4 separate regions of the Zea mays genome follow, and all the other regions are linked to region 1. The links are chromatin contacts, called in public Hi-C maps. All regions are on one chromosome and are shown on one strand. The core of a region is the stretch at or near the end of the contact, and the rest is flanking DNA. Distances in the headings are between cores, read along the strand shown. Region 1 holds the start of LOC103650918 (ubinuclein-1). Region 2 holds the start of LOC103650913 (U-box domain-containing protein 4). Region 3 holds the start of LOC542019 (MADS16). Region 4 holds the start of LOC100501448.

Region 1 (2,752 bases), core at 40-2,539:
AGACATTGAAGACCTTATATTGTGTCCATGTGTGTGTGTCGGTGTGTGAGTGTGACTATAAGTCTATTACTCTGTTAACTGTTATTGTGTATGGACTGAATTTATGTGGGCAGAGTGAGTGTAAGTTTACTTGTTGGATACTTGGATTTGGAATTGTGCTATGTGCTCATGTACTATTGTGGACTTATTTTATTTTCATGTTGTTCAATGGCTATGTGGTCAACTGGTCATGTAATCATGTGGTGATGTGGACTTATTTTCCGGTTAATTTTTCCGTTGAGGTAATTTCCGTTCGTTTTCGGTTAATTTTCGGCCGTTTTGGTTCGTTTCCGTAAACCCGTATAACCCGAACCCGTTTCCGCCCGTGGTTGTTCCGCTCCCGCTCCCATTTCCGATGAAGAATTGCGGGAGCGGAAACGGAAGAAGGGTTTTTCCGTCCGTTTCCGTCCGTTTTCATCGCTACTTCCGGTTCAGAAAACCACGACATATTGCATGTTTGAATTGTAGCAAAAAATCATGTTTCTTGGATCATGTATAGTTGAGTTATAGATTTATCTAGGTTTATGTTTTAACTAACTAGTTTTTAAATCTGTAACCGAGTCATACGTGATCCAATGAGCATGAAAAATTTAACGGACTCAGCATGTGTAGATCTATATAGTGAATATATGATATAATACGTTTTAGTACAAGATAGCTTTAGATCTATATATTTCTATTATTAATTCATAGTTGTAATTTTCTGTGGTCCAATTTTGATGAAATCTTTATGGTGAACTAATAGTTACATGCATGCTCGAGATGTAGTAAAATTTTGATGCTGATATATGGTTGAGTTATAGATTTTTATATGTTTCAAAACCCTAAAATCTAAGCCCATTCTATATGGTACAATGACCATAATTTTTTCACTACATCTCATCTCAACATGCAATAATTAGCTCGCCATATTTTCTTTTTATCATAACTGGCCACAAAAACTGTTGCTATAAATTACTTATAGAAAAACATAGTTTTAAATGTACTAAAACATACCATATCATATACCATGTAATATGAGCTAGCATAATTGAATTTTATATATTATGATTGCTGTATAATCTACTATATTCTTTTAAAAAATAAACTAAAATAAAGGGAGAGAAAAACTGTCTTTTGCTACAGCTGAGCTAGAAAAGGAACCTTTTTCCGCGCGTTATTCTTCTTCTTGTATTCGAAAGCCCAAGCCCAACTGATAAAAGGCCCATGCTCAAGCGATAAGACGAGAATAAACAACCACCGATCCCCCAGGGCCCAGGCCCACGCGCACACATTCTGATTCCGAAGGCAAGGGCGTGTACATGGCGGTGAGACGAGGAGCCAAAACCCAACGGCGACGAGAAATCCACGGCGGCTAGTTCACCCCATCCGGCGCGAGCGACTCCCTCCGCCTGCACCAAAAACGAGGGCGTTTTCGTGTCCCCTCCTCCAAACTCCGGAGCCCACATCCTCCAGTCCCCACTCACCTGCGCCACTCCCCACCACGCTCCTCAAAACCCTAGGTCCTTCGATCTAATGCCGTGAGCTCTCGAATTCTCAATTCCCCCAGCCTCTCCATGGAAGACCCCGTGGCGGTACCCTCCTCGTCCTTGACCGACCCTGCCGCTGCCGCCGCAGCTAGGGTTCCGGGTGCGGTGGCAGCAGCCCCTGGCGTCACCTCTGCGCCGTCCGCTCTCGCTCCGACGCAGCCGCCTGCCACCGCGGCCGCGGTCTCTGAAGCCGCGACGCCGTGCCAGAGGCAGCTGTTCACAGTGGAGCTGCGGCCAGGGGAGACCACAATCGTGTCGTGGAAGAAGCTTCTCAAGGAGGCCGGGCACACCGCCGCGGCACCGCCAGTGGCGGTGGAGCCAGCGTTCGCCGCACATGCGGGCCCATCTGGTCCGGTAAGCAGTCATCTTGCTGTTGTTGCTTGTTGGTTGGTTACCTGCTGCATCGCTGTAATCTGTGCGCTACCTAGCTTAGCTTTGAAAATAGAAGGATTCTCTGCAGACTGAGGGTAAGATCTGCAAGATGTAACGTGAGGACCGTTTTGTGTTTGGTAGGTAGCAACACGTACATCCCTCATAAAAAGCATACCTTTAGGGAACCTGTTTGTAGTGATGACGATGACAACATCGATGTTCTTAATCGCTATGAACACAGTGTGGTTGTATTCCATTGTTGGGTTGAGCTATGTATGTATATATTTTTTATGTTAGGTACCTGTGCTGTATCATGCAGAGATGTTCTACAGTGAGTATTAGTTCCTCTCTCTTGTAATCTGCCAAAATCTTGAAAGTATATAGGCCCAAATCAACGAAATATCACCCTGATGAATTGTTGTACATGACTACATGTTCATGCCAAAACCTTGTCATTCTTGAACATGACGCTCTTAACACCCAAGTATTTCAGTCTGAGAAGTATGTTAAAATAGTGGAATCCACTGAATTTCTTTACATTCAAGAAGCGTCGTATTTAACATCTAGTTTGTTTTATCTTTTGAATCAGGCACATCCTGCAGAAAATGACCCAAAGGATCCAACACAGCCAAATCGGTTCAATGCAGTGATTGAAAAAATAGAGCGCCTTTACATGGTAGTAAACGTCGTGCTGCATTTGATCCCATGTTCACCATGGATGATGTTTTGACTACATGTACAAATTCTCAGGGAAAACATAGCAGCGATGAAGAGGATCTTAATGATGTACCAGATGATGATCAGTATGACAC
Region 2 (2,774 bases), core at 81-2,580, 380 kb after region 1:
TTTGCATGAAAGCTTATTAATAGCATGATCTGTTTGTTAAATCCATGTTAGTATTTTACTATTTTAGGTGTGCGGCCTGAAATGATTTACAGATCATTGCTCTTCGAAGAGCAAAGAGGAGAAATATGGAGAGGCTTGTGCTAGCATGTGGTGGTGAAGCAGTCAATTCAGTTGATGACTTGACTGAACGTTGTCTTGGTTGGGCTGGTCTTGTCTATGATCATGTTCTTGGAGAAGAAAAGTACACATTTGTGGAGAATGTGAAAAATCCTCACTCTTGTACTATACTAATTAAAGGTTGTTTATTCTTAAGAAACAACATCGTCTTCTCTGACACCCTAATTGAGCTGTGAATTGATTATCGTTTGACATATTCAGGACCTAATGACCATACCATTGCACAAACCAAGGATGCTGTCCGTGATGGTCTAAGATCAGTTAAGAACACAATTGAAGATGGAGCAGCCGTGCTGGTATGATTTATAATTTTTCTCTGTTCTGAAAGCTAGCAGGAATTAGGAAGAAGACTTTTGGGGTTTTGCCTTTTGTATTCACCATTGTTGACTCTGACAAAGGTTGCTACTTGCTAGTCTGGTTGGTGTTATTGGTAACTTACTCAACCTTGCATCTATAATAAGTTTGATAAAGGGCAATCTGGTTGTTTTCCCTTCATTTTTACAGTTTTCTTAATTCATTTGTTCTATGCTTATTTAACATACATCCGAATCAGGGGTGTGTGGGTTGCTTCTTCTAAAATAGCCAGGACAAAATTATGAAGTTAGAAAAAAAAGAAGATAAACTCACAATTAGACTGTAGGACGAGGACAAAAACACCGGTTTCCGATACATTTGTGGTTCCAGTTAGTCTCTTTTCAAAAAGTAGGTTGCATTCGGTCATTGTTCTGTACGTTGTTTTAATCTTTGGATTACTATTGGGTGTAGGGATGAAAATGGATACTGTCATTGTTCTGTACGTTGTTTTAATCTCTGGATTACTATTGGGTGTAGGGATGAAAATGGATAATTGAATTGTTAGAACAAATTTAATATTTTAAAGTAGATATGTACGTAATCTGTTCTTATATTATCAAACATATTATTGTAATAAGAATATTTTTTGTATAAATGATGTTATGCATTATTTGAACACGTAACTCCAAACTCGGCACGCAACTACGTGCCAAATACGGATACGGAGGTGTGCTTTGCTGGAGTTGGTCTGGCGTTATTCTCCTTCACGGCTCCCTTGACCGTGAGCCAGTAAGAACACCAGTCCGTCCGTACACGCGGAGTGGCGAATAAAAAACACGCCATGTGGGGCCCACTCCAAGAGAAAAAAAAACCGCGCCCCGCCTCCCAGTCCGTGCAGTCTGGTACAAGCAAACCCAGCAGCGCCGGGAATCAGCGATCAGCTGCGGGGCCCACGGGACTCTGGGAGCAGTTGCAGACGGACCTTATGGGCGTCGGTGCATCGGGTCTAGCGGAGACCCGCCATTCCCCTCCAGTTGGCCCCACCAGTCAGTAAAAGAAAGCACCCGGACCACCACGGACTTGCACCATCCAGCTCCACTTTCAACCACTCCGTCCGTCCTCTCCCCTTCGTCGCGCTGGTCGCTGCCGCCTCCCCCTCGTGTTCACACTCCTCTAGGCACCCTCAGGCCCCACGGTCTTCGTCCTCGCCTCGGCGTCTCAGCCTCGCGACCCGCGTGGAGCTCACGGCGGCGACCGCCATTGTAGTTCCCGGAGGTACAAAGCCCGCCTCTCTCTCTCTCTCTCCTCGCTGGAATGACTTGCTTTCTTCGCTTGTAGCGTTTCTCGGCTCCCGTGTATCGTAATCATCATCACGCGCGTTTGATTGCTTTGGGCTTTGGCATCGTCCCGTGCAGTTCCTTCAGCATTTGTGATTTAGGTGCTTGTTCAAGTGCTGCGATTACAGGGGGGGTGGGAGCTTGATTTGGTGCGCAAGGTGCGTAAACCTCGCACACGTGCACGCACGGCGCGCTCTGAGGTTGGGATCGGGAGTAGCAGTAGGTGTTTCAGGTGATCCTGTGTTTCCGCTCGGCTAGAGGCCCTGTGATTACGACAGATTTAAGGCTTAGGGGGTAATTGGATTTAGTGAGCTTACTATGGGAAGAGTACTCTTTGGGCTAAGTGGAGTTTCTGATCGTCAGCTTTTGCATGCGTTGAGTATGATAATTCGTTGTTCTCATGCCCAAGTTTCCACATTCCAAGAGATAGGAACGAAAGTACTCTGTATGCGCGATTTAAGGTCAAATACATTCGATAGGCTATACTGGCGATCACTTTATGGGATGTGCTTGTATATTTGACTGTCTATGTTTCCTTAAGTGGAGTAAGACCCATAAATGGCGTCTGAAATTTCTTTAAGCTGTACCACAATTTGTTTTTTTTTTTTGGCTTTGGTAAGTTCTACAGCTAAAATAGAGTCTTCAATCTTCATACAGGTCAATGGAGGAGTCAGTGCCAATGTCAGTAATCAGCAGTATTTCAAACTTCCGCACGCTGTCTACCAGCAGTGTGGTAGAAACTGAGCTAGTTAAGAGATACTGCCGGAAGATCAATGAAATCCTGGGTCTTTTGAAGCTGGTCCTGGATGAAGTTATCCCCCAGATTAGTCTAGATGATAGGATGCTTGAGGGACTAGCTGCTACTATCAATGATGCGATAAAGCTAGTTGGAAGCTGGGATTTGATGATGAGCAAAATCTATTTCGTAACTCCCTTATCTCTCCCATTTACTACTGTCATTCACAT
Region 3 (2,700 bases), core at 110-2,609, 280 kb before region 1:
CGAGTTTAGATCTTCACCTTTCAGGTGCCTGTACCATTAATAGGAGGAACTGAAGAGTTAATTTCCACAAAAAAAAGACCAATTATTCTAGCTTAAAATAACTATGAGGCCGCACTTTCTCTTTAAATAGAAACTTGATATGAAGATGGAAATTTTCCAAAAACAAAGAGTGGACAATTTATTCAAGTTTAAGCATTCACCTGAGCTCGATCTGCATGGTGTCGTTCTCTTTCTTTATACGGTCAATCTCTGCACTAAGGCTCTGAAACGGTTCGTGTGCGCATCAAATAGTCAGTCAGTATGTTCAACAAATTTAGGAGGCCAGCAAACTGATTGTTAAGCTCTATAGAAGAGGGGTTTCCGTTGTGTCCGGAGACCAAATATCACCTTGTGCTTCTCACCCCACAGTATCTTTCCAGAGTTGGTCTGGTACTTCTCCAGGATTTTTGATAGCCTACGTCATACCAGAATGGCATCAGTCACAGATAGAGGCGTGAGTGTTGCTAGTGTGTCGGTTCAACATCAGATACAGAACGCCAGTCATAACTATTTTAATAAAGAGAGGTATAGGTGGTTTACCTATACAAATAGAAAAAATATATACTTTAAACCGACAAGAAGCCACTCAGGCAAAAAAAAAAAAAAAAAAAAAAATTCCTAGACCTCATATAAGGTCGTTCTTGAGAAATAGACAAGAACAGTCACAGTACCGGCAAAAATCTTAATCCTGCACCTAATTGCACTGTCTGTTCCCCTATCCGAACCAACTTAAAATTCCATAGTAGTCACAGTAATGGAAAATATAACAGTATCCAAATCCAACCAAAAATAGAACAGTGCAGAGCAGACTAAGGGGGAGTTTGGTTTCGATTAATTTTTAGTCCCCCGTTTTATTTTATTTTAGTCTCTAAATTGTCAAATACAAAACTAAAAGTCTATTTTAGTTTCAAATGGATTAGTCGCCCCGATATAGATCCTTTCTCTAGTCCGGCAAAACCCGGAACAATATACTATGGCACAGCGAAAAGATAAACAGACACCGCAAGCAAACCAGGGAGTAGGAAACGGCACGCACGATGTCTTCGGGGAGCAGTAGTCGTAAAGCTTGCCGGCGCTGGAGAAGACGACGACGCCGACCTCGGCGTCGCAGAGCACGCTGATCTCCCGCGCCTTCTTGAGGATCCCGTTGCGGCGCTTGGAGAAGGTCACCTGGCGGTTGGTGGAGTTCTCGATCCGCTTGATCTCGATCTTGCCGCGCCCCATCTTTGTTCCCCTTCTCTCCTCCTGCGACTTCCCAAGGAAGGCTCGCCTCTTCTCCCCTTCCTGAGCAGGAGCCTGGAGCCGCTCGGTTGGTGGTGGTGCCGGTGCGGTGTGGTGTAGTTGGGAGGGGCGGTGGTGGTGGGAGGGGAGGAGTAAAGAGGATCGCCATGGCAGGAAGAGGAATGGCGATGAGGGGGGCTTTCGGGTTTGTTCAGAGGCGCGCGCCGGAAACGGCAAAATGGCCTGTATGCTTTGCGTCCGCGGGGCAACTTGGCTTCACCTCGCTGTCCGGTTGGGGTTGATGGCAAAGCCGAAAGCAGGGGAAGAGGTACTGTACTTGGTGCGGTATAATGGCGTTGTGTACTTCCATGGCCTCGTGTCGTGTCGTGTCGACGACTTTGAGAATGACGAGATTGACAAGACAATAAAAGAATATGATAAATTTATCATATATTTAAAGATTTAAACTTGAACACGAGCGTATGAAAAACGATTACCCACGTGATTGAACTCTGAATTATGGTTTTTGTTAGGCATTAACTCTAACTAAGGATGGCAATGAATCATGATCCAAATATTTATTTATAATTTGTTTGAGCTTTAAATTAATTTAGTTTAAAACTAAATATAAATAGAGTTGGATTCTAATCTGATCTTTAAATTATATAGTATAAAGTTTAGAGCTCCTTATCATCTCTAAGATCAACTTCAATAGTTCTCTAAACAACTCACTAAATTTTGAATTTAAGAAGTAAACAAAAAAATTGTTCTCCAATAGTTCTCTAAATAAACTTACTAAATGTAGTTACTAATGTAGCAATTGTATGTCTAGATAGCCACTCTGCGTGCCAGTTGGCGCTATTTTTTCAAACACCGTCGTCCGGGAGATGGAAACTGTCAACAGGAAAGGAAATCTCATCAGATCTTCAATGGTTTCATGTGTAGGACACTTAAGTTTCTATATTGAAGTTCTAAGATTTCATGTGTAGGGCACTTAGGTTTCTGCACATAGTGCGTGACAACTTTCTCGAAACAGCCTCAAATTTTTTACCATAGGCTCTACATATGATACCATGGCATGTGGATAAATTTCATGATTTTCTGACTTTGCTTATATTTTATACAATTTTAAAACAGTTGGATGACAAGTTCACGGTCATGTTTCGTGAGCATGGTGCTCGACAATTCCGATATGTTCCTAAAATAGGCCGTAACTTGTGCTAAATAACATGAATAGCATTTTTCACTAGTAGAAAAAGGCTCAAAACCTGCGGTGCGGTATATTTTTATAGGCGGATTCGGTTATCAACCGCCTATGCTATCTTTAGTGGCGGTTTCTTAAGAAAACCGCCACTAGAAATCGTATTTCTAGAGGCGGTTCCTTATGAAAACCGTCTGTAGAAATCCATGATTTCTAGTGGCGATTTTTTTAAGAACCCG
Region 4 (2,890 bases), core at 188-2,687, 310 kb before region 1:
ATCATGGTAAAAAACACGTCACTTTTATTGTCTTTGCACCTATTCAAGATTGGTGTAAGCATATGTCATACAAGAGGTTCGCAGAAGCGATTATCATCGCCTCAAAGAAATATAATATTGCCTATAGCAAGAAACGTATTGGATGGACAGAGGATATTTTTAAGTGGCAACATACAATTCAACCTGGTGTTCCAATTGACTTAAAAGAGTATTTTCTCCGTACCATCTTCTTAGCAATTTCATTTTTTTCTATGATTTCTATTGTATATAACTTAGTTGGCAAAACATTATTCTATAGGCTTAACACCAGCTACCTTATCCTACAAGCTATGGCCATGTGGGGCAATGATAGTCGAATGAAATTTGTTAGGGTGAGTGGAGTACATTCCTTTCATATTCAAACATACATTCCAGTTACATAATAAAAAATTGATGTTTTGTTCTCTTATATGTCTTATGTGTAGGATGCAAAGATTCTTCGGAGGAACTTTATTATCGAACTGTTAAGTTACGAGAAAAATTCGTGCAAATATGTCTTCCCGGCAAATATACAACAGAGAGTTAACAATATTGTTAAAAAAGATTAGTTAGTGTACAAGGTGTCAACATATTTACTTATGATTAAACATTATATATTTACTCTTTAGAAATTATTTGTGTGATTCCATTTCAATCTATTTGGGTAGACATATTTATATCATTCTATATCTATGTTTAATAATCACATATTTTGCCGTCACTATTGTACTGACGCCGCCCGTCGCCACGGTCCTAAGTCCATTGGAGGGTCGCAATTTGTGTTCCGTGGCATCGCACGGACACGTAAAATGCAACGCAAATGGTAATGGTAATGGTTTCGGCTCGATTACTGGCGGTAACAAATTTGAATAGGCTGGTATCAAATTTTAGTGTGGTATCTGATTACGGTTGGACTAAAACAAACATGATTTAACGTTATCCGTTACCCATTACGTTACAAATATGTGAACCAAACGGCACCCTAGTGATTTCATATATATTCAAGCAATTCCGTAAAATGACAAAAAGTCATGGTTGTATCTTAGCTCAGTTCAAACCAAAAATGTATTAAACTGTTCCTAGTCCGTGTGAATATTGAAAACCGCACCAAACATCAATTAAAGCTAAAATGCAAACTGCACAAAATACTAAAACTAAATAAACTACGAATTTCGGTGTATGGTGTTTGGTTCGAGTGTTTGTTGTTTGGTAAATTTTTGCCCACTCCCCTAGTCGCACTACCCCCAATCGCACGTGAGACTTTTAGGTGCCGTTTACCAGGCGAGCAAATTCACCGACGCTCCGGCCCGTTGCCTCAATGCCAAGGAAGCCTCGAGTCGGGAGCCAGCAGCAAGCTGCAACTCGCTCGCCACCCACCCTGACCCAGAGTCCACACCGAAATATCCGCGTGGCGTGGACTCGGGCACCACTCTCCATTCCTGCATCCCATTCCCATCTCTTCTTCGCCTCCTCCGCCTCGCCGGCGTCACCGTCCGGCCCCGCCTCTTCCCCCCGCTCGAAGCTCGATCTCTCCTCCCGTTCTCCGCCCACGCAATCCCTGCCACCGCCGAATGCGGAACACTCGCCTTTGGTGACCGACTGACCTACCCTGCTTCTGCCGGGTTAGTTGAGTGTCCGCGCCTACCGGACCCCGCGCCGCGTCCGGATCTCGAATGCGCCGCCGCCGCCGTCGCGCGATCTAGCGGCTGCGCGCTGCCCCGCAGGAGGGTAGAGCTCCAGGGGCCCGGTGTGGTCAGGCGGCGGATATGGCAACGGAGGCGTCTACCTCTGCGGCGGGCGGGATCTGGGTGGAGGGGATGTCCGCGGACAACATCAAGGGGCTGGTGCTCGCGCTCTCCTCCAGCTTCTTCATCGGGGCCAGCTTCATCGTCAAGAAGAAGGGGCTTAAGAAGGCCGGTGCGTCCGGCGTCCGCGCAGGTGACTTGCTGCGTCTCGCCCCTTTCCATCCCCATCGATCATGTGTGTTGCTCCGTAGATCGTGGTGGCTTGGCTGTCTGCTGTTGCGTTTTCGCTTTGATCTTCGAGGCGCTACCTGAGCGCGCAGAGGGCTGGCCTCGAGGTTCGGTTTTTTATTCAGCGTGGAATCTCCTTTCTCGTTGAGCCTTGAATGCCGGATGCATGCCCCGGATCTGTTTTAGAGCGACAATTATACAGTGTATATCTGAAGTTAGTTCAAGTATTGTAATAAATTGTGTTGGCTAGGGAGTTGACCTGATTCGACGTAAGTAGCTGTGACTTGCGCGGCTGTTATATTCATGGTGTCACACTATGCATTGCATTTTGGTCATTTTTCTTATGCCATGCATTTGTTAGTTCAACAAAAGTTTGTTTAGTGACGGTTGCTTATCCACTGAGTACACAAATTCTCGATGAACTCCATTTCATGTCGGTTGGACTGTAGAAGGGTGTGTGGTACTGGATAAGGTGAAAAAATGGATTATTTGTTGGCTTGACTTTTATGAGGTTTCCGTTGATGGAAAATATGGCGGTGGATGTTCGACATGCAGTGCTTTTGAAGAGTTGGGGTTGAGTCACTCCATTTTAAGGCTGTAGCTCTGAGATTTATTTGCAGATGTTCTGTTCTCAGCCTTTGGCTTTGTTTACATTGCAGGTGTTGGTGGTTACTCTTACTTGTATGAACCATTATGGTGGGCAGGAATGATTACAAGTAGGTCACCTCTCATGTGAATAGGCCTGCTTTTGTTCTATTGCTGAATAATGTAATAGTATTGACGATTCTTGCTGCTATTTTCCAGTGATTGTTGGAGAAGTGGCTAACTTTGCAGCATATGCTTTTGCTCCTGCTATCTTGGTCACACCACTTGGTGCACTTAGCATCATAATTAGGTAA

The links. A called contact is a pair of places that touch in the nucleus more often than the background predicts.
Region 2: a contact with region 1 is called in a Hi-C map of bundle sheath, with 2.3 times the contacts expected there. The contact joins the promoter of LOC103650913 here to the promoter of LOC103650918 in region 1. A contact is called at or near these places in 3 of 25 Hi-C or Micro-C datasets (bundle sheath and leaf).
Region 3: a contact with region 1 is called in a Hi-C map of tassel, with 10 times the contacts expected there. The contact joins the promoter of LOC542019 here to the promoter of LOC103650918 in region 1. A contact is called at or near these places in 13 of 25 Hi-C or Micro-C datasets (ear, endosperm, leaf and 3 more) and 1 of 3 datasets of contacts at active chromatin or transcription factors (leaf).
Region 4: a Hi-C map of leaf shows a contact between it and region 1, with 3 times the contacts expected there. The contact joins the promoter of LOC100501448 here to the promoter of LOC103650918 in region 1. A contact is called at or near these places in 4 of 25 Hi-C or Micro-C datasets (ear, leaf and tassel).

The regions. Positions count from the first base shown.
Region 1 is chr3:175,788,555-175,791,306 of Zm-B73-REFERENCE-NAM-5.0, reverse strand. It overlaps LOC103650918 (ubinuclein-1), which reads left to right and starts at 1,289. Exons shown (of 13, transcript XM_020550403.1): 1 at 1,289-1,922; 2 at 2,530-2,616; 3 at 2,691-2,752. The coding sequence starts at 1,596.
Region 2 is chr3:175,412,521-175,415,294 of Zm-B73-REFERENCE-NAM-5.0, reverse strand. It overlaps LOC103650913 (U-box domain-containing protein 4), which reads left to right and starts at 1,330. Exons shown (of 5, transcript XM_008676506.4): 1 at 1,330-1,746; 2 at 2,466-2,733. The coding sequence starts at 2,470.
Region 3 is chr3:176,073,581-176,076,280 of Zm-B73-REFERENCE-NAM-5.0, reverse strand. LOC542019 (MADS16) reads right to left here and starts at 1,359. Exons shown (of 7, transcript NM_001111666.1): 1 at 1,076-1,359; 2 at 388-454; 3 at 201-262; 4 at 1-28. The coding sequence starts at 1,263.
Region 4 is chr3:176,094,174-176,097,063 of Zm-B73-REFERENCE-NAM-5.0, reverse strand. It overlaps LOC100501448, which reads left to right and starts at 1,437. Exons shown (of 9, transcript NM_001362580.1): 1 at 1,437-1,956; 2 at 2,651-2,707; 3 at 2,796-2,886. The coding sequence starts at 1,785.